Linked DNA regions of Mus musculus: regions 1, 2, 3, 4, 5 and 6 are each linked to region 7. A link is a contact called in public Micro-C and promoter capture Hi-C data. All regions are on one chromosome and are shown on one strand. Each heading gives the region's core, a stretch centred on a gene start, on an enhancer-like site or on the middle of the called end of the contact. The rest is flanking DNA. Distances are from core to core; before and after follow the strand shown. Region 1 has its middle 49 kb from the start of Il1rl2. Region 2 holds the start of Il1r1 (interleukin 1 receptor, type I). Region 3 overlaps Il1r1 (interleukin 1 receptor, type I). Region 4 holds the start of Tbc1d8 (TBC1 domain family, member 8). Region 5 overlaps Il1rl2 (interleukin 1 receptor-like 2). Region 6 has its middle 30 kb from the start of Il1rl1. Region 7 holds the start of Map4k4 (mitogen-activated protein kinase kinase kinase kinase 4).

Region 1 (2,700 bases), core at 160-2,659, 470 kb before region 7:
TTGATCTTTCAAGGAAAGCCCATACTTGCCTGGAGCCCCTATGGAGTGAACATCAATGTCATCTCAAGCCATTTTCATGGGCAGATCATAGTGAAGAGGTCACAAGAAAGTGGCTTTGTGACTGACTTAGTCACTCCAGAGTAAGAGGGGCTAAGACTTTCCTGTCAGGTCCCCTCTCTGAGTTGCTTACCTCTCTCAGCTACACCTCCATTTCGGCTTTGGACACACAGCAGTGTGTGTGTGTGTGTGTGTGTGTGTGTGTGTGTGTGTGTGTATGTGTGTATGCATGTGTGTGTACATGTGTGTGTGTGTGTGTGTGTGTGTACATGTGTGTGTGTATGTGTGTGGGGGTGTGCACGTGTGTGTGTGTGTGTGTTTGTGTGTGTGGCTTTGGACACACAGCAGTGTGCGTGTGTGTGTGTATGTGTGTGTGCGTGTGTGTGCGTGTGTGTGCGTGTGTGTGCGTGTGTGCGTGTGTGTGGAGCAAGACATCTTTGTGGAGTTGGTTCTCTCCTTCCATCCTACCTAGCTTCTGCATGCCAGTCACCATGCAGAAAAGCACCTTCACCCTCTGATGGAGTGGAAATTTCTGGTTTCTTTGGAGACTCACTTGTGTCATGTGATGCATGTCTGAAAACTGTCTTCTGAGAGGATCTTTGCTGAGGCAGACGACACTTGGAGGACACAGGGTGTTTGGAAAGAGTAAAAGTGGAACCCAGCAGACAGTTCGCATTGGTTCCCCTTGCAAGGCTTTCCTGGTCTACATGATCCTTGCTTGTGCTGACTTCCTGGAGAGAAAAGCACCAAAGAACTTGTCTCTGGTATTCCGGCTGCTTCTTGCCGCTTCTCTGATTGAGCTACTGCTACCAATTCATGTTTGGTATTTTGGACTGGACTGCTGAGATCCTGACAACAAAGATTGTATCGCCCCAAAGAACTACTTCTAAACATGTCTACACCCCGCCTTGTTCTATTAAACATCTCTCCCCTCCTTTGGTTGGTGGGCTAGAAGGGAGATCAAAGCATTTAAGAACCCTTATCAAAGTAGGTTTTGAAAAATCTAAGCCTACACTCTGATCTGTCTCACCACCCCCACTCCTTCATCTTTACCATCTTGTTACATTTTAAATGTTGAGATAACTATTGGTTAGCAAACAAAGTATTGGGTTTCATCCATTTTCATATATGTTTATCGTTATACTTCACTCATATTCACCATCTGAAACCCTCTTCTGTTCCTTCCCTCTGCCTGCTAGTCACCCCTAGAATGCTTCCTACTCTGATTTCATGTTGTATATGTTGTGTGTAAAAGAGAATTATAGATTACCCCATCTTCTTTTTCCTACTCCGTTCAGCACACACCCATGGCCCTTGGAGGCCTCCCTGACACTTTATGACTCACGTTCTTAAAACACAAATTCTGCACTTAAGAGAAAACATGTGCTGTGTGTCCCTTGGGTCTGAATTATTCTGCAAAGCATGAGAATCTGCAGTTCTATCCTTTCCCTGAAGATGACATGATTTCATTCTTCACAGCAGAACAAAGTTCCCTTAGTGTACGGAGCACATTTTTTTCCTCCTCTTCTGTTCACACACATTCAAGTTGCTTCTGTATCTTGGGTACTGTAAACAGTGCATCCACAGAGATGTATCAGTATGTCTCGAGTGTGCTAACAGAGATTTCCTGGTGTGTACACCCAGGAGTGAGACACCTGGGTCATGTGGTAGGCCTGCTTGGGCTTCATTGTTTTTGTTAGGGTGTTTTATTGGTTTGAGGGAGCCTTCCATGTTGGTTTCCATAATGGATGCAGGAGTTTGCATCCCCAGCCACCGGGCATGAGGGCGTCACTCTCACCACTGACTGAGGTGCAGGATTAAAATCATGTGCACCAGGTAGCAGAAAGGTTTGAAGAGCTGCCTCACATGCACAGTTGACTGACAGTAGCTTGGCTGTGAAGAATCCTCAGCTCTCTTCCACCAGCCTTCCCCTGGGATTCAGCATAGTTTTTGATGGGGTAGCTGATGGTCTCCCTATTTTAGGCAGATAAATACTCCTTATCCAAGAGGAATTCATCCTAGAGTCCCCAATGGAGACTAGAACTGAGAATAATAACAAACCATATATATTCATACATACATACATACATACATACATACATACATACACACATATCCATTTACTCTATGAATGTTCCTATGATGCAGCTTAACTTAAACTTTTGATGCAGTAAGAGATTAATAACAATACCTGACAATTATAAAGATATACTTCAGCCAGAGTCACATGACTGTGAGCTCTCCTGAGCTTGAACTTGGCTACACTGACCCATCTCGGGATGATGGGATGACATTTATAGGAAGAACCTTGTCTTAGTCAGGGTTTCTATTCCTGAACAAACATCATGACCAAGAAGCAAGTTGGGGAGGAAAGGGTTTATTCGGCTTACACTTCCATACTGCTGTTCATCACCAAAGGAAGTCAGGACTGGAACTCAAGCAGGTCAGGAAGCAGGAGCTGATACAGAGGACATGGAGAGATGTTCTTTACTGGCTTGCCTCCCCTGGCTTGCTCAGCCTGCTCTCTTATAGAACCCAAGACTGCCAGCCAAGAGATGGTTCCCCCTTGATCACTAATTGAGAAAATGCCTTACAGTTGTATCTCATGGAGGCATTTCCTCAACTGAAGCTCCTTTTTCTGTG
Region 2 (2,700 bases), core at 119-2,618, 370 kb before region 7:
CAGCCCACGATGTTTCCACTTAGGTCAGAAGCTAGTTTAAGATGTGTGTATATATAATTAAATTAGATAATGGGTAGGATATTAAGAAATTAGAAGAGATCAAAATAGAAAAGGATGCCAGCAGCTGCTTGGTAAGTTAAGAGGGGGAAGAGGTAGTACTTGTCACCAGCACCAGCTCCTGGAGCTCACAGCCATGGGATTCCATGTGGGATATCCACCACCCAGAAGACTACTATTAAGTGAGGATGACTCGGGCACCAATTCCAATGACAGATAGACTTCATCTCTTCTTTATCATGGCCCAAGTAGCCCAACTGATTAGATTCTGTTGTCTCAGTTCCTAGGCTGTTCCTTGGGGTCAGAAAGATGGGATGCTCCCAGCTGGTGAACATCGGAAGCAGTACAGAGAGCTAGCCTGGTGGGAAGATGAGTCTACCTGCCTTCCCTGGCAGCCGCTCTCACTCACCCGGTCTCCCCAAGGGGATCTGAAGCTCAGAGGGTGCCAATCCTCAGAAAAGATAGCCGCTAAGCTTCTGATATAAAGCAAGGTGACCTTGGCATCTCACCTACAGGACTTCTGGGAGGAGAAAGGGCGGTAAGAATAAGGGGCCCTATAAACAGCCAAGTGCTGTGTGGTTTTGTAAATAATGCATCTACATTCCCCAGTATCGACCTGTCTGGAGAGAGGAGACATCTCATCAGGGGCATTAAGGAATCCACTTCTTGCCTCATTAAGACCTCTCTTCTGAGCCCAAACCTCTAAGAGGGACACTCCTGAACAAGTTAGTTGCATTTGGCCCAATTTCAAGGCCTGGGAGCAATTTACTCAAGGGAGACTCATCTACCTAGAGCAAACTTAAAGAGTTGGGCAAGTTCCCAACACACACACACACACACACACACACACACACCAGAAAGGGGGAGGACTAAACTGTCACTACCTTTATCCTACATCCACAGAGAACGCTGACCTGCTGGCTACTGGGAGTAACTTAAGAAAGGCATTTGTCTGGGTCAAGGCAGCTCTGAGGCCTTGCGACCCTATTTCAGGAACTCTCTAGTTTTCTCCTACCTGGGCGTGCCCGGGTGCCCCAGTGGCGATGTTCAACAATCCAGCAGCTCCGAACTAAACCCGTTCAGGCCGGGAGCAACCGGAGCCCTGGGAGCCGCTCAAGGGCTGCTCCGCGCTCGCTCGGGGGTCACATTCCTTCCGCTCTGGGGCAGGCGGGCACCAGCTGGGCTCCCGCCCTTCTAGGTGGGCGCCGCGCTCCCAGGCGGCTCCTGGAACCCCGCACCAGCTAAGACCTTCTGAGCAGCACGCTGCTCCCACTCTGAGCCGCCCGCGGGGGCGTGCAGCGGGCGGAGACTGCAGGCCAGCGTCCTCAGCCTCGGGCTCGGAGCTAGCTGGCCCAGTGCCAATGCCCCGCCCTGGGAGCCGGATAGGTTGGGTTGTGGAGTTTCTGCCCCACATCCCAGAATATCTACATCCACGCAGAACATTCCAGGGTCTCTGTATCCCTCCGGGGGTGGAGGCAATGGAGGGTCTCTGCATCTCCTTGGGGGCATTTGGAGGGTCACTGCATCTCCTTGGGGGCATTCCAAAATCCCTGCATCCTTGCCAGATGTCCCAGATTCCAGGAAGAATGGCTCTGATTCCCAGATGGCTTGGCTCCTCTGAGCAGCCTCTGTGTTCCCACCCAAACCAAAATTAGATGGGTCAACTCACGTCTACATCGCAACCAGATTGTGCCACCTAACAAGAACCGAGCTGGTGACCCATGGGGTATCAGATCCTGAGGAAAACACAGTTCTGTGCTCAGCACAACTGGAGCCCAGTACTGTGTGCCTCGAACTGGCTTTGAGCACTTAGCCGAGTCATTAAGTTTGCAATACCTTGATTTCCTCTTTTGGTATAAAGGCCCGCAGCCTTTATAGGTAGGAGGAGTTAAAGAGCTCTGGTGAAGAGTTGATAGTTCATAGGCTTTTTACTTGGTTGCTTTACTGCTGTCCACCAGGCTGAAAAACAGGTCCCCTTATCATATCCCAATTAATTGTAGGATTTGCTCTGCAAAGGAGAATTCCAGAGTTCTCAGAAAGCACATGAAAAAAAAAATCAAGAATAGCCAAATTTTAGGACAGGGTGCAAGGAGGACATTGTGGTCCTGGAAATAGCACCAACCATTCCGTGCTCCCTACCCTCACCCCCCAGCTTCTTCCACATATAATGCACCACCCTGCAATACAACTGCAAAGAAACAGTGATTGCTTAATACCTCTAGATAGAGCACATGGCCATTTCCTGCATGCCTTCCAGCGTGGACAGGCCTTGAATTTCCTGCCTTATTCGCGTATGCAGCCTAGAAACCCAAGGTTGAAGTAACCCCGGGGGAAACTCTGAGATGGTAGAAAGCTTAAAGGGGCAGCATCAATGGTATATCATAGATGCCACCTGTGGCCTAGCAGGGCAGAAGGTCCTCACTCATTTCCAAAGGTTTGGACTGCTCCTTTGCCTCCGAAAGGCAGGCTTAAGTCTGGCAAGGAACTGGTGCCTTATCCCTAACCCTGCCCTAGCCCTGTCCCATGGGTCTGTATTCCAGAGGCTGTTCTCACAGCCTTGAGTACTTCTAACTCACATCCACAGAAGATTTGACCCCCTTAGAAGCCAGAATTGCCATGTCATAGTCACTGAGGGCTGCCTGG
Region 3 (2,700 bases), core at 80-2,579, 400 kb before region 7:
TAGTTCTCTGGAGGTTTCCCTCTATCAAATCTGATCCAAATTACTCTGGAAGGTATATAGACACTAATCACCTTTTTTTTTGGGGGGGGGGGGTTGGTTTTTTTGAGACAGAGTTTCTCTGTGTAGCCCTGGCTGTCCTGGAACTCACTTTGTAGACCAGGCTGGCCTCAGAAATCCACTTGCTTTTGCCTCCCGAGTGCTGGGATTAAAGGCGTGTGCTACCACGCCCAGCACTAATCACCTTTTCTAAAAACACAAAGACAAGACCTTTCTCCCAAATCAGCATATCCTTGAGCCAGTAACCAGAAAATCCTTTATATCGACCTCTCTCCCAGAGGAGTAAAATAACCACAAAACTCATCACACCCATTTTGAAAGTTAAAACAATCCAAAACACATGAAGTAAACTAAAATACTGTATGTGCCTATTCTTAGGCCTTTTCTATTTTGCCAGGCAGCATAATAACCAAGAATTCCCATGGAGCCCACGTTAGACAGAATTTGAGTATCCTGTGAGGCATATTAGAGCAATGTGTGTTTATACCATCTTTAAAACAATCAATTCACACTTGTTTCTGCTTATAAGCAGGCAGCTAGTCAAAGCAGAATTTATACCCAGAATTCCCGTGGAGCCCATGTAAGACAGAATTTGAGTATCCTGTAAGACGTATTAGACGTATTAGAGCAATACCATCTTTCTGTTCAGCTCGCTGCCTAGAGCCATAGACATTATTAATACCTATAATATAATGTATAATATCTATCTGTTGCTCTCTCTACCTGGAGCCACAGACATTGATAATTAATACCTGATCAAAGCAGGCAATGATTATCACTGCTCTCTCTACTGTGACTAATTTTCCCTATCCTAGTTCCAAACCACAGACGAAATTCCCCATGTGATTTGGACAGAATCTGTATATAAATCTATCCTAAAAGCAAATACTCCCAATTTTAAATTCACAGTTCAATCCCTCTGCCTTACAATGTAGGCAACTTCATTCTTCTATCTAACTCAAGGCAGCTTGCAATTCCCCACAGCGGGGAACCTCAGGGCCTGCTTAGTTTCAGTGTCCCCACCCCTTACCCCCCCACCCCGCGCTTGGATCATGTGACTAATCTAGTGCTACCTTTCTCTCACTTAGAAGATGAAACTTTAACTCTCAGGCTACTAATCTTAAATTTCTAGTGGATTCGTACCCAACACTTTGGTTTACCACCTGGTGCAGGAAATATTAAAAAGGACTGGCAAGTTCCCATGCTATACCCAGCTACTCTTTGCCCTGGCGGGCTGGCCAGCTATGAACTGGTGGCACGGCCTGTTCTTATCTCCTGGAGACTCTCTGACTCAAAACTCCAAAGTCTCTCCACCCAGCACACTAAGTTCCCACTGGCGGTTGTTATCATGCTGGCCCCATGCTTCCAATCCCCCATGGCCTTTGTGATGCACATCAGGCAAACCCACACTTTGCTGTTGTACCTTTCTCTCTGAAACCCAGCCAAGTCATTAAAAGAAGAAAAACACCACACAAACTTAGTTCAGAAACAATGGTAACTCAATCTCTGGGAACAACAACTAGAATCCTCATCTTGTAAGCCTTATTAAATCTAATTTCTCCTATGGTGAATCCTGGCAGATTGGCCATAAGCTGGGAGACACTAGTAGCTATGTCTTGTACTCACACTATCTCCATCCAGAAGATTCCAACTCTCTCCTCCTATGTCCTGCTTTTCTTAGTCAGCTTTAGTATTGTTTAGTATTTAACAATATTTCACAATCATTCTCAGGTTTTTGGACTATACCAACTCTCAAAAACCAGTGATCTCAGGGTTCCTTGTTATAAGCGGAGTATTTATGCTTTCTGTGTATAGCCATCTTGTTTGGTCATGTGTTTAAACATATTCATGACGTGCTTGCAATGAAGCAAATATAGGTAGCTATCAGCCAGGAAGAAGAAGAGGAGGAGGAAGAGGAGAAGAAGCAGAAGAAGAGGAGGAGGAAGAACAGGAGAGGAAGAGGAGGAAGAGGAGGAGGAGGAGGAGGAGGAGGAGGAGGAGGAGGAGGAGGAGGAGAACAGCAACAACAGAGTGAAATAGGTAGTATCCTAGCCAAAGAAACTAAGAAGGGTTCCTGTGCCTGGGATACAGGATGCCTCCGAAGTGGTACCCAGACAGAGGCAGGCAGAGTGGGATAGAAAGATCAGAGAATTCAGGACAAGAAGCAAAACAGATAGGAAGTTATTGCTGAAGAAGGGGTGAGGGGTGTTCCAGGCAAAGGAAAGCACACTGGAGTCCACCAGGCTAGGCAGTTTTTAAGTAAGCCTTTGATACTTACCTGGGTATATTAACTGCACATGCGCCGACTCAAAAATATTTGTGTTCTTAACAACACAGATAAACGGATAGCGATAAAACTGGCTTTTAACTTCTGAAATGTTAAGTGTTGTAATGAGTGTGTATTTTCTTTTGGTTGAAGGATGTTCCACACTGTTCAAGAGAAGGGGGTGAGGAGGGGGTTAATACAACAGAGTTGGCAAGATGCTTCAACACAGAATCAGACCTGCAGGCCCAGTTAACTGCTTTATTTGTATCATACATCACAGCTCAAATAATCACTGTCCCAGATCATGTGGATAACAGCTTGTCGTCAAGACAAATCTGAAACTGTATAACCTCAAGGTGAGAAACACTCAGTAGCAA
Region 4 (2,700 bases), core at 162-2,661, 420 kb after region 7:
GGTCTGCAGAGAAATGGGCTTACTTCGTGGTGACATTTGTATACAACATGGCTCTAAAACTTGCTTATTTTCCCCTCCACCGTCCTCCCCATCCCCCAACCTCCCGTCTCACTTTGCTTTCTACAGGGCTACTGTCTGTTGGATCTGACCAGTTTCTGATCCTCCCCCAGGACAGCTTCTACTTTCCAGTTCTGTCCTACTTAACAACCACATTTTGTCCTTTTGTCAAAACCCAGGGACTAAGGGAACCTTTCCCCTCCCTTTGGCTAAGATATCCGATCTAACCACCTCCCCACAGAGAACACGTGGATCCCTTTCCCTCGGCCTTTTTCAAGGACAGCTAACATGTCTACTCTAGCCTAGAGAAAATATTTATTTAAAACCCTGTACTCACATGCCCCGTGGCTTCTCGTTACTATTACCTGCTCCCATGTTCTAGTGGGTTTGTTTTTTTCTTTAATGTTTTCTCAGAATAGACACAAGAGCCTTATTTTTTTCCGGAGAGGACCTGCAGGGGTGAGTCTCATAGTGGTGCCTTCTAGGTCCTATGTCTCTGTAAGACATTCAGTGTTCAGTATGGTCTGCTGCTGGACTCAGGTTTCTGCGTTGCCACCTCTCCTATAGCTTCAGTTGTATCCTTACAAAAGCATGAAAAAATATTCTGTAAGAGAAATAATAAGTGGGGGATGTCAAGAATGACTCCTGCTGCCAGGCCTGATGACCTGAGTTGGATTCCCAGGGTCCACATAATGGAAGCCAAGACTGACTCCTCAAAGTTGTCTTCTGACTTCCACGCGCCAAACTGTCTCTCGTGACCACCCCCTCCAATAAATAAAATGTAATAAAGAAGAAATGTAAATGTTTGAATTAACGGAAAGCAATTTCTCTGACCCTCTCCTTGCTGTATATATGGACTAAAATATGTAGCATTCTGTGTTAATTTAAAAAAAAAATGAAGAGCGCAGCATTAAAAAAAAATCCAGATACAATTGTCTCCAATTTTCAGTGTTAGCTTTTGGTTATTTGAAACTTGAACACACTCCAGTTTACTGGCGTGCATTGTGCTCTTTAAGGTTAAGACTCTGGGTTGGGCAACCTGCAGCTTGGATAACAAGATGTCTTTTCCCCCTAGGTCCTTCCTCCAGCTTTTAAACAAGGAGCGTGGAGACAACTTGCGCAGTTGCTCGCTTCCTACCGGGAAGGAGGGAATTCGAGACTCGTCCGGGACTAGAGGGAGGAGACCTGGCAGTGGCTCCGATTTCCTCCCGCCACTCCGGAACCCTGGCCGGGAGCCGCAGAGACTAGGAAACCAGGGAGGCGCCACTGGAGCCTCGGGGAGGGTGGAGGGCGTGGCTTCGGGGGTGGGCGGGACCGCGGCTGGTGGGCAGGGTCTAGCCGGGGCGGGGCCACGGCAGGCAGCGCGGGGTGAGCCCGGCGAGCTGTGGTCTCCGCGCTCCGGGGCTCGGCAGGCGCTCCCGCTTCTGTCTCCGCGCGCAGTTCCCGCCGCCTCCTTCCAAGCGGGCTCGGCCCGGTGCGGCCGGCTGCTGGGGCGATGTGAACCGGGACCCGCAGGCGCGGCAGGTTCGCCGCGATGTGGCTCAAGCCCGAGGAGGTGCTGCTCAAGAACGCGCTGAAGCTCTGGGTGACCCAGAAGAGCAGCTGCTACTTCGTCTTGCAGCGGCGCCGCGGGCACGGCGAGGGGGGCGGCCGCCTCACCGGTAAGGGGCGCGCGCGGCGGCCCGGCCCGGCCTCTGTCCCTGCCGCCCGGCCGCGTCGCAGGTGGTGTCTCGGTGGCAGCCGACGAGGCCAGGACGGCCCTGCCTATGGCTTGTTTTCCTTTTTCCTGCGTTTCTCACGCGAGCTCCGGTCGGGCTTGGAGCTCAGGGACCCACGGGCCGAGAGAGGCAGGTGCATCTGGTGTGACCTGGCTCGCGAACGCTGGAGACGCAGCTTCTAGAGCTTGCCCCAAGGCAGCGAGATCGGGGCGCCCTAGGGCCCCGCCAGGTGACAGAAGGGTGCGCCCAGGCAGGCCCGGACTTGGCCATCTGGACGCAGCTGTGGCTCCAGGTGGTGTTGCAGCTGCGGACTTCAGGCCAGATCATCGGGAGGTTCTAGAGATCCAGGACTTTCTGGCCCAGGAGGCGGGGGCTGTCTTCGCTTCGAGGGGAAACTGAGGCACTATAGTTGCGTAGCGAAGTTAAGCATGCCGCTTTTGTTTCTCCTTTCAATGTCTTCTGTGGAACGATAGGACAAAAATACGATAGGCTTTGAAGTTGTCTCCAAGCAAGGCATTTTCCCCTTCTAAAAGTTATGGCTCAAAGCTGTTAAGAGATTGGGATCAGCTCGCGTTATTAGCTAGAGCACCTGCTCAATCAGGGAAGGGGAATTGTCGTGTTTTGCCTAGGGGGTTGGAATGATTCCTTTGGTTAAGGAGCCACCTCTGGTAAAAGGGACTTCAGATGATGGTCCTTTCATAACCTTCTACTGAATGTCGCTGAGGGGGTCAACAGACCTAAACGGTGCGCTCGGGTTAATTGCTGGTGACTGTCTGCACCTGGGCCAGTCTGGAGACGGCCCTTTGGGAGCAGAGTCTGGTTGGAGAAATGAGGAATATGCTTCTACCTAAAATCATGTATTTTAGCTTCAGGAAAAGCTAGCAGGTGTAGGGTGGGGTCAGGGTCCACGATGACAACCGAGACT
Region 5 (2,700 bases), core at 163-2,662, 440 kb before region 7:
TTCCACTTTTTATTTTGAGACAGCACTGACTTGTCAGAACTGGTTGGCCAACAAGTCCTAAGGATCCGCCAGTCCCCTGTGCACCACCACACCCAGCTTTTTAAAATGTGTTTATGGGGAGCAATCAAGGTCCTCATGTTTCCAAGACAAACATATTGCCAAGTGAGCTGCCTTCAATTCACCTTCCTCACCAGTAACTCACCGTATCAAGCTAACCGCCTTCACCTCACACACCTGCTTCCGGACTCTTGCTCAAACCTGTTCCTTTGCAGCGCTCACTCCACACTGAGACTGCCTGGCTAGTTGAGTCTGTTTTTCTTTCTTCCTTCCTTCCTTCCTTTCTTCCTTTCATTCTTTCTTTCTTTTTTTTTTTTTTTTTTTTGGTTTTTTTCGAGACAGGGTTTCTCTGTGTAGCCCTGGCTGTCCTGGAACTCACTCTGTAGACCAGGCTGGCCTCGAACTCAGAAATCCACCTGCCTCTGCCTCCTGAGTGCTGGGATTAAAGGCGTGGGCCACCACGCCCAGCTTGAGTCTGTTTTTTATTTGAATTTTTGAGTTCCTATCTTTCCAGCACAGAGAGAGGCTTTGGCCATGCAGAAATTAGATGCATTTACTGTCCTCATGAAGATCACAGTTTCATAGTTAAAACAGATAAAACCCCAGTTCAAGGAAAATGTAAGTAACTCCGTGTTACATCCCCTTATCACTTAGTCACAGATGAGTGCATCCTCAGCAAAGAGGAATAAATCCACTCTGCATGGGCAATCCATAAGTAATGCCAGAATGCTTATTTACAAAGTACAACTTGTCTTCTTAAATGTGTTACACACTGCTCCAACAGATACTCTTTAAGGAAACTCTAGTTACCATTTGACAATTGCTCACCAGTAGTAGATGGGACCTACTATTAGGGGTTGGGTGGATAAGGCACCACAATAAAATCGGCACTTTGAATACAAGAGGCATTCAAATGAGTGTGTGGAGTGTTAGTTATTTTCATAGATATGCTCTATAAAATGGGGGAGTGATAAGACATATAAATTTATGTGGCACCTAGAGATTATTTACAGTCTATATCCATTAGACACATTACAACTAATCTCAAAGGTACCAAAACATGTCTGTTACATTAATGGGCAAAACTCAACACTTAATCCTTGGATTGATTTGACCAAAAGCAAACTCACAGCTGAGTTCTCCTCTTCCCACCCTGTGTCTTCTATCTGTAGTTTGTGGTTTGGGGCTTGTCTTTGGTTTGCTGTTGTATGAGTTTCATGGTCTACTTCTTCGGGGTTCAAGGTCTCAAAGCTCAAATTCTTAGATTCCAAAAACCTCTCTCCTGTAGGCTAAACTGGAGAGTCCCTTTCTAAGCACATTCTGTGCCATGCTTCATAGTTGAGCAATCCCACCTCTGACTCATTGGTTTCTTCCAATTATCCACATGAGCCATCACATTAACACTAACCTTGCTGTATAAAGATCATCCTGCCCCTTGCAGTGACTGGAAGTGCCATTTTCCCAATCTACTGGAGGGTACAAACTTCCCACTGGCTTAACTTTTATTTTTGGGGGATATCTCATTATCAAGATTTAAACAGAAATAATAAAAATGGCAGCCATTAATCGTTTTCCAGTTAGATTGTTATAGAGATGCATTATTACGAAAATAGATCACATTTCTAAGAGACTGGAACTTTTGTTGGACCATATAGTCAAGTTGCTAATGCCCCTTGAGATGTCTTAAGACTTATCCTGATGTCATACTGTTCCCTAAGCCTGATTTTTAATCTACTTTAAGAGAATAACATAACAGTCAACCCCACTAACCTTGGATTTCCCATGTATCAGTCACAACATAAGTTAGTACATATCTCTAATTTTAAATTATGTACTATGCCACTCTCCTGATGCAAAGAGCAATGTATGCATGTACTTGTGTTATGCTAGTCAACCCTGAAAACATGATACAGGTATAAAAAGATCTTGTATGCAAACTTCTACCATAAATATTGGGTACAACATACAGTTATAACTTGAAAATAGTATGTTTTTAAAACTGAGTGCTTTGGGGTCAGCTGGAGTCAGTGACCTAATCCCTTGCTAAACTCTGGTAAAAATTTATGTAAAGTGGCTTTCATTCCATCCCATGTGATGCTATAATGTTCAGTCAATACAGAGCAAAACAATTTGTTAGGGACACAAAGAAAGAGACAATAAGCCACCAAATGGCTACAGGTAGATACAGACACAAGGACTCAGCAACCGATAGAATAATGACAACCCCCAAACCTCAAATTAAGACAGACAGATGGACAGAGACACAGGGAGAGAAAAAAAATTCAAACTTGAGTTTGTTCTTGATCAAATGAATCCAAGGGTAAGTGTGAATATTCTTTTATTTATGTGACACCAACACATTTGGGTACTTCTGAAGCTATCTGTAGTGCATGTAACCAATGCAGGTTTTAAATAATCTAAGCTCTGGGAACCATGCAAATGTAAATCTTTTATTTACTCATAGCTCACAAGCTAATGCTATGAAGATACTGTCATTCATCAGCACACATTCTGACTCCTGTTCTAATCCCACTTCGGCAAGTACAGCATCTTTTTCAGATGCAAAATATCCCAGGACAGCCTAACTAATACACACTGGATGTAAAAGTCTCATGGAGGTGGAATCAGTGAGCAGATGGAAGT
Region 6 (2,700 bases), core at 126-2,625, 510 kb before region 7:
TCTCAAGATTACTTAAGGGATCACTGCTGCACACAAATAGGAAAAATGTGGTTCAGCATCCTCCATTTCCTCTTTCTCTTCGTCCCAAAATAGTATCTGTCAAAAAAAAAAAAAACTTACCATGTTTTCAGCCCAGTTATTCCAGTCGAATCCAGTATTCCACAGATCAAATCATGCCCAGTCACTTAGTAACTATATCACCCTAATATAGTTATTCAACATCTGTAAACCTCCATTCTCCTATTTGAAAAAATAAGAATTATAGCAATACTTGTCTCACTGGGGTTTAAAGAACAAACCAAGGAGTAGAAGCGTCCATGACAGCGACCACCATAGGACAGGAACTTAGCTAGCCTGTAGAGACATTTAAGGGTCTTTCCTATTTCTCCAACATGACAATTTCCTCAAGAGGATACTTATAGCTGTTTGATATTTCTGTCTTCTCCATTCCATGAACTAATAAGTGAGGTCCACTGGTTAGGAAGCCCTGTGAAGGTCCTTTTCAGTTGGTGGCTGAGGTTTGTTTATTCTCTCTACAAATGTATTCTCAGTTTGGTTAACATGCTTAGCTGCATGCACTACAACAAGAACAGTACTGGAAACAACAAAAACAAAAGCCATGGCCTCTTCCCTCAAGACGAGCCACTGACTGTCTATTATGAGAAATGGGCCTAAATCAAATAACAAACAAACAAGGACATGCTATTGTTAAAAAATGCTCCACCGGAGATGCCAGTTACAGTAGATTGGCAGCAGTATGAAGAGGTAGTGGAACCTTTTTAAAGGTGTGGACTGGAGGAGAGAGGTATACCATGGAGGACTTTCCCCTTACAGAACTGTAGAACTCTGAGGTGCTACCCATCTCTTACTCTGTTCCCCCGGAACATGATCAGAGGTGTGATTATATATCAGCAATAACCAGCCATCGGAGCCTTAAAAGAATGATTGGAAAATTGATAAGAAAGACATTTGGGGGGAATGTACAATGGTACATCTCTCCTAATGATCAGAGGATATAAAGTTACTTGGGTTCCAGGTGACTGTTATCAACCCCTTCCCTGACAATCTCTGTCATTTCCTAGTGAGCCTAGGAACAAAGTAGCTATGGCAGCCGGGTTGAAAGCAATGCGTACAGCCAGTAACACAGACAGAGAGCAGAGACCAATGCTGAGCAGCCAACGTGGCAGTATGTCCCAGGTGCCTAGCCAGCAGCCTGGTGTCATGTTAACTAACTTTGCCTACTTCCATGAAGAGAAGTGTGACATTTTGTCTTCACTGGCCCAGTTATTCTTTATGTTGCTTTGCCTGACCTGTGTGTAATGCTTCAGCCAAAATAACCACACAGGCTTAACAGGATGTCCTATTTCCCCATCTTACTATTCCACACAGCATTGCTCCTGAAAAAGGAACTTGCTTTACAAAGAAAGAAGTGCAACAGTGAGCCCATGCTCACAGAAGCCACTAGCCTTCCATGCCCCCCACCTTCCTGGAGTAGCTTGCCAAAAAAAAAAAAAAAAACAAAAAAACAAAAAAAAATGAATTGGACTGTGAAAGATAGAGTTAGAATATGGAAAAGTGGCAAGAGCCTGAGGCCTGGGGCAGATTCTTCAAAAGGCTGTATATTCAGCATCCGTATCCTACATGGATTCTGCATCACCATCCCACATGGATTCTGCATCACCATCCCACATGGATTCTGCATCACCATCCCACATGGATTGATTCTGCATCACCATTGTTAGAGACCATACCATGAGAAAGCAAGCCCTTCACAATCTCCCACCCTGACAAGCCAAATGGTCTCGTGCTAGGAGTGGGTCATCACTCCCTTCTCCCTGTTCCCTTCCTGGCACCTCAGGCTAAAAAAGCTGAATTATAGTCCCCTCTTCCTTATCTTTTCCTGACTCTTATGACATCCAAGGACATGAGTTATGCGCTGAGCCCAGCCTGATACCCAAGGCTGTTAAGGAGGATCTATGTTCCAGAGATAAGACACAGAGTGCCCACCACCTGGAGCCTGACTTCTGCCCTCATGTTAGCAGATGCCTACTTCTTTGTTCTCTGTTAATTCCCCCTCCACCCCTCCCTATTCCCCTCGATGTATGCTTTAAAATCCGGCGTCTCAGCCAAATAAACGGAGACCTTGATAGGAAACAATCTACTTGGTCTTCGGCTTTTATTTCTCTTCCATCCCATTTTCTTCCAGGTTTGCAGTCCCCCTCACACCCACGAATAGCTGAGTCCCAAGGGACGGGATACACCATCCTATATCATAGATTCTGCATCTGCCTCCGACATGTGGTACAGTTTCTGATAAAGCCAGGAGGGAAAAAAAAAAAAGAATGACACAACCCATCATCATCCACAGGGACCCATGAACTACTTGTCTACATCTTATTCCCATTAATAAAAGACTTGCCACCTACATGTATTTATTCCAAATGGAGAACTTCTGTCAGGTATATAAGTATTCCACTGAACTAGATGTTAACCAGCTAAGAAAGGAGTGACTTTGCTCCCAGGAGTGACTGTCCAGACTACTAGGGAGAAACTGGACTAATTCTCCCCAAAGAGTATGTCTGGAGTGTAACAGATTTTTCAGAATTTGGCCATGTCTTATGATTAAGATTAGTAGAAGATGACAACCCAATTCAGGTAAGATAATAAATCTACAGTCCTCAGAAATGAATATTTGGGTCT
Region 7 (2,700 bases), core at 173-2,672:
CCAGGGAGGAGGATAAATTTAAAGAGAGAGAACGACCAGGGGTGGCGGGTGTGAAGTCTGGCATCCTCTCTACTCCTTGCTCTCTCTCCTCCCAGCCATCTCAATTACACAGCTGTCACAAAGGTTATTCCTGGAATTCACATTTTATAATCCCCACACTGTAATTCCTCCTGTTCCCGTGGCCCAAAAGCACACTCCCCCGCCCGCTTCCCCAAGATACTGTCCACTAGAACAGGGTATGCTGGCCAAGCTTTAAAATCAGTACCAGGTAACGCTAGCCTCCCCAAGTTGGAGCCTACGGCAAGCACTCCGAAGGCAGAAGCACGATGACATGTCTCAAGAATACCAAGGCAGTGGCTGAGTGGAGTCATAGGCAAGGCCTGTCTACACCGAATTTTAATTCACGGACAAACGCAAACGCATGAAGGCCAGATTTGGAGGAAAGGGGGTTTGGGGGGAGACCCTGTGGTCACCCTCGAACACAAAATTCCTTTTCTATTTTGCTAAAGCCAAGTGCATGCCTAACAGTGTAGCTTATTTCCTTTATCTCAAAGCCAGGAAATGAGGTCTTTTAAGGCCAGTCTGAACACAGGCAAAAAAACAAAAAAGAAAAAGAAAAAAAAAGAAAAGCCAGGCGAAACCCCCTTTCCCAACTTTGGCCAGGCGGCACGGCCTGCAGTCAGCAGCGTTTCGTCACCCTTTCCCTCGTCCCCTAAGAAGTTTCTCCACGCCACGGGGAACAAAGGCGCCCCACACCGACCTTATAGACTTGTCCATAGGTGCCATTTCCAACCACTTCCACCAGCTCAAAAATCCCAGCAGGGTCCTGGAGAGAGAGGAGGGGGAGGTTATCAACTCAAAAGAGGGACCCCAACCGAGGAGGGCGAGAGGGCGGAGGGAGGGATGCAGGGCGGTGACAAAGGCTCGCCCCGCCGGGTCCCCGGGAGCGCCGTGGCACCCGCCCGCCCGCTCGCCCGGCAGACAAAGGGGCCGCCGCGCCCGCGGGTGTCCGTGTCCACCGCGGCGCGCAGGGCGCGGCCGCACTCACCCGCAGGGACGACAGGTCAATGTCCACCAGGCTCTTCGCGGGAGAGTCGTTCGCCATCTTCCCCGGGTCGCCGCTCCGGGAGCGGGCGAGAGAGCGAGAGACGGGCAGGGGCTCGGCGGCGCCGGGGCTCGGGCCGCACGGGCAGGCCGCCGCCGCCCGGGCGGCTTGTCGTCCGGTCGGAGCGGAGCGCGGCGCGGAGAGCGCTGGCCGCGGAGCTCACACCATGGCTTGGCGGTCCTCCCTCGGCCCCCACCCGCCCCCCGGGCGTCGCCCGCCGCCTCAGGCCCCGGCGCCCCGCGCGCGCGCGCCTGCACGAGCGGCCCGGAGCTGGGGCCGGAGAGCGCGGCGAGCGAGCGAGCGCGAGGCCGCGAGACAAAGATGCCGCGGGAGGCGGGGGCGGGGGCGGGGACGCGGGGCACCGACCGGCGCCGCTGAGGAGGGGCGAGCGACTCCCCCGCCCCCTCCGCCGGGAGAGCGGGCGGAACCCGGCCCTCGCCCTCGCTCGCTCGCCGCCCGCCCGCGTGAATATTCAGCAGGGGTGGGGCTCGAACAATGGCCGGGCGGCCGGCCCTCCGCGGATGGTGGCCCGGCCCGGGGTGGGGCCGGGAGCCCTCGGGGCCTTCCCGGAGGAAGTGCGGGGCGCGGCGGAACACCCCAGCCTCCGCTAACAATGAATGAAAGACTCGGAGCGCCCCGGCGGCCCCGTGGACACCCCACCCGCGCCGCTCGCCCGGGAGAGGGTGTGCCAGGACGCGCCGGGGTCGGGCCTCGGACCCCTCCGCCGCCTACGGCCGGTCGGTCCCGTAGACCCTCGTTTCCTTTTTACCCCCCAAGGGGTGTTCCTCTCCTTTCTCCTTTCCTGTCTCAGTTTGTGGCTTGGTTGCTGCTGGAGGATTCGCTGAGCATCACTTGACCGTCCGGGAGAATCCAAAACAGTCGCTGTGATTGCTCGCTGCTGTGTTCCCCGAGCCAGTTTGGCCCATGGGAGGGAGGGCGGACGGGCGAGCCCTCTGCTCGGGATCTAAAACCCTGACAGTACCTGGATGGAGATCACCACGGGTCACCAAACAGGCTTCTTCCAGCATGCCACAGCAAGTCAGCTAGGCAGTTCAACTACTGTCCCTCTTTATCACGTCCCAGGACCAGCCAAAAACATGTTTAGTGACTCCCTGTTACCTCACAGCGGGTGTTCTCAACAGTATCCCAGAATGGCCAGGTACAAGATCGCTGTAAAATTGCTTGACTCCCACATGTAGAAGGCCTAGAATGGGCCTGATAAGTTAAGAGATGAAGCTAAGCTTGGTGTTACATGGCGCCCCCCAAAATCCACTGTTTCATGGGCATCTAGTTGTCAATAACGTTCTGCACCTCCCTCCCCACACACTCCACACTGTTCTGATTTAAGCAGTACACACCTTATAGCCTCGGAGTAGAAAACCCCCAATACTGCAATTGTTGTACTCAAACCCTAAAGACCCTAGCCTAGAGAGGAGCGAGCATACTCTCCACTTCGGCCTATACCCAGAGTTCAAGTCGCTGCCCCCAGAGAATGTCCAGCGCTCTTCTGCTTGGGTTACGTTCTAAGATGTTTGACATGAGACTCCATTGTAGAGTGAAATTATATTCGGAACTCCCAATATCTGTTCCTTAGG

Evidence for each region. Promoter capture Hi-C pulls out the DNA fragments that hold promoters and counts their contacts. Hi-C and Micro-C count contacts between places; a contact is called where the count stands out from the background.
Region 1: a promoter capture Hi-C map of the 3T3-L1 cell line shows a contact between it and region 7, with 6 times the contacts expected there. The contact joins the enhancer-like site here to the promoter of Map4k4 in region 7. A contact is called at or near these places in 9 of 39 promoter capture datasets (the 3T3-L1 cell line, 3T3-L1-derived adipocytes, HPC-7-derived erythroid cells and 5 more), 3 of 484 Hi-C or Micro-C datasets (3T3-L1-derived adipocytes, palatal mesenchyme and uterus) and 2 of 115 datasets of contacts at active chromatin or transcription factors (effector CD8 T cells and memory CD8 T cells).
Region 2: a promoter capture Hi-C map of pre-B cells shows a contact between it and region 7, with 2.8 times the contacts expected there. The contact joins the promoter of Il1r1 here to the promoter of Map4k4 in region 7. A contact is called at or near these places in 6 of 39 promoter capture datasets (the 3T3-L1 cell line, 3T3-L1-derived adipocytes, hippocampal neurons and 2 more) and 1 of 115 datasets of contacts at active chromatin or transcription factors (pancreatic cancer cells).
Region 3: a Micro-C map of embryonic stem cells shows a contact between it and region 7, with 7 times the contacts expected there. The contact joins the enhancer-like site here to the promoter of Map4k4 in region 7. A contact is called at or near these places in 9 of 39 promoter capture datasets (the 3T3-L1 cell line, 3T3-L1-derived adipocytes, frontonasal cranial neural crest and 5 more), 1 of 484 Hi-C or Micro-C datasets (embryonic stem cells) and 1 of 115 datasets of contacts at active chromatin or transcription factors (pancreatic cancer cells).
Region 4: a contact with region 7 is called in a Micro-C map of embryonic stem cells, with 3 times the contacts expected there. The contact joins the promoter of Tbc1d8 here to the promoter of Map4k4 in region 7. A contact is called at or near these places in 2 of 39 promoter capture datasets (the SN4741 cell line and neutrophils), 2 of 484 Hi-C or Micro-C datasets (both in embryonic stem cells) and 1 of 115 datasets of contacts at active chromatin or transcription factors (embryonic stem cells).
Region 5: a contact with region 7 is called in a promoter capture Hi-C map of the 3T3-L1 cell line, with 2.7 times the contacts expected there. The contact joins the enhancer-like site here to the promoter of Map4k4 in region 7. A contact is called at or near these places in 2 of 39 promoter capture datasets (both in the 3T3-L1 cell line) and 1 of 115 datasets of contacts at active chromatin or transcription factors (microglia).
Region 6: a contact with region 7 is called in a promoter capture Hi-C map of the HPC-7 cell line, with 3 times the contacts expected there. The contact joins the enhancer-like site here to the promoter of Map4k4 in region 7. A contact is called at or near these places in 15 of 39 promoter capture datasets (the 3T3-L1 cell line, 3T3-L1-derived adipocytes, the HPC-7 cell line and 10 more).

Annotation. Positions count from the first base shown.
Region 1 is chr1:40,371,895-40,374,594 of GRCm38.p6, reverse strand. No RefSeq gene overlaps it. Among named protein-coding and RNA genes, the nearest start is that of Il1rl2, 49 kb to the right of the region's middle. Within about 2 kb of position 1,409, at least 14 of the 459 cell types and tissues checked have an H3K27ac peak or open chromatin away from gene starts, as enhancers often do.
Region 2 is chr1:40,265,254-40,267,953 of GRCm38.p6, reverse strand. It overlaps Il1r1 (interleukin 1 receptor, type I), which reads right to left and starts at 1,368. Exons shown (of 11, transcript NM_001123382.1): 1 at 1,073-1,368.
Region 3 is chr1:40,302,065-40,304,764 of GRCm38.p6, reverse strand. Il1r1 (interleukin 1 receptor, type I) reads right to left here. Exons shown (of 11, transcript NM_001123382.1): 8 at 2,336-2,487. Among named protein-coding and RNA genes, the nearest start is that of Il1rl2, 21 kb to the left of the region's middle. Within about 2 kb of position 1,329, at least 9 of the 459 cell types and tissues checked have an H3K27ac peak or open chromatin away from gene starts, as enhancers often do. A contact at or near this core is called in embryonic stem cells, where this site is marked.
Region 4 is chr1:39,477,458-39,480,157 of GRCm38.p6, reverse strand. It overlaps Tbc1d8 (TBC1 domain family, member 8), which reads left to right and starts at 1,411. Exons shown (of 20, transcript NM_018775.4): 1 at 1,411-1,718. The coding sequence starts at 1,592.
Region 5 is chr1:40,338,248-40,340,947 of GRCm38.p6, reverse strand. The region is part of intron 4 of Il1rl2 (interleukin 1 receptor-like 2); the gene reads right to left. Among named protein-coding and RNA genes, the nearest start is that of Il1rl2, 15 kb to the right of the region's middle. Within about 2 kb of position 1,412, at least 19 of the 459 cell types and tissues checked have an H3K27ac peak or open chromatin away from gene starts, as enhancers often do.
Region 6 is chr1:40,408,761-40,411,460 of GRCm38.p6, reverse strand. It overlaps a transcript of Il1rl1 not described here. Among named protein-coding and RNA genes, the nearest start is that of Il1rl1, 30 kb to the left of the region's middle. Within about 2 kb of position 1,375, at least 27 of the 459 cell types and tissues checked have an H3K27ac peak or open chromatin away from gene starts, as enhancers often do. A contact at or near this core is called in the HPC-7 cell line, where this site is marked.
Region 7 is chr1:39,899,635-39,902,334 of GRCm38.p6, reverse strand. Map4k4 (mitogen-activated protein kinase kinase kinase kinase 4) reads right to left here and starts at 1,422. Exons shown (of 32, transcript NM_001252200.1): 1 at 1,049-1,422; 2 at 761-826. The coding sequence starts at 1,105.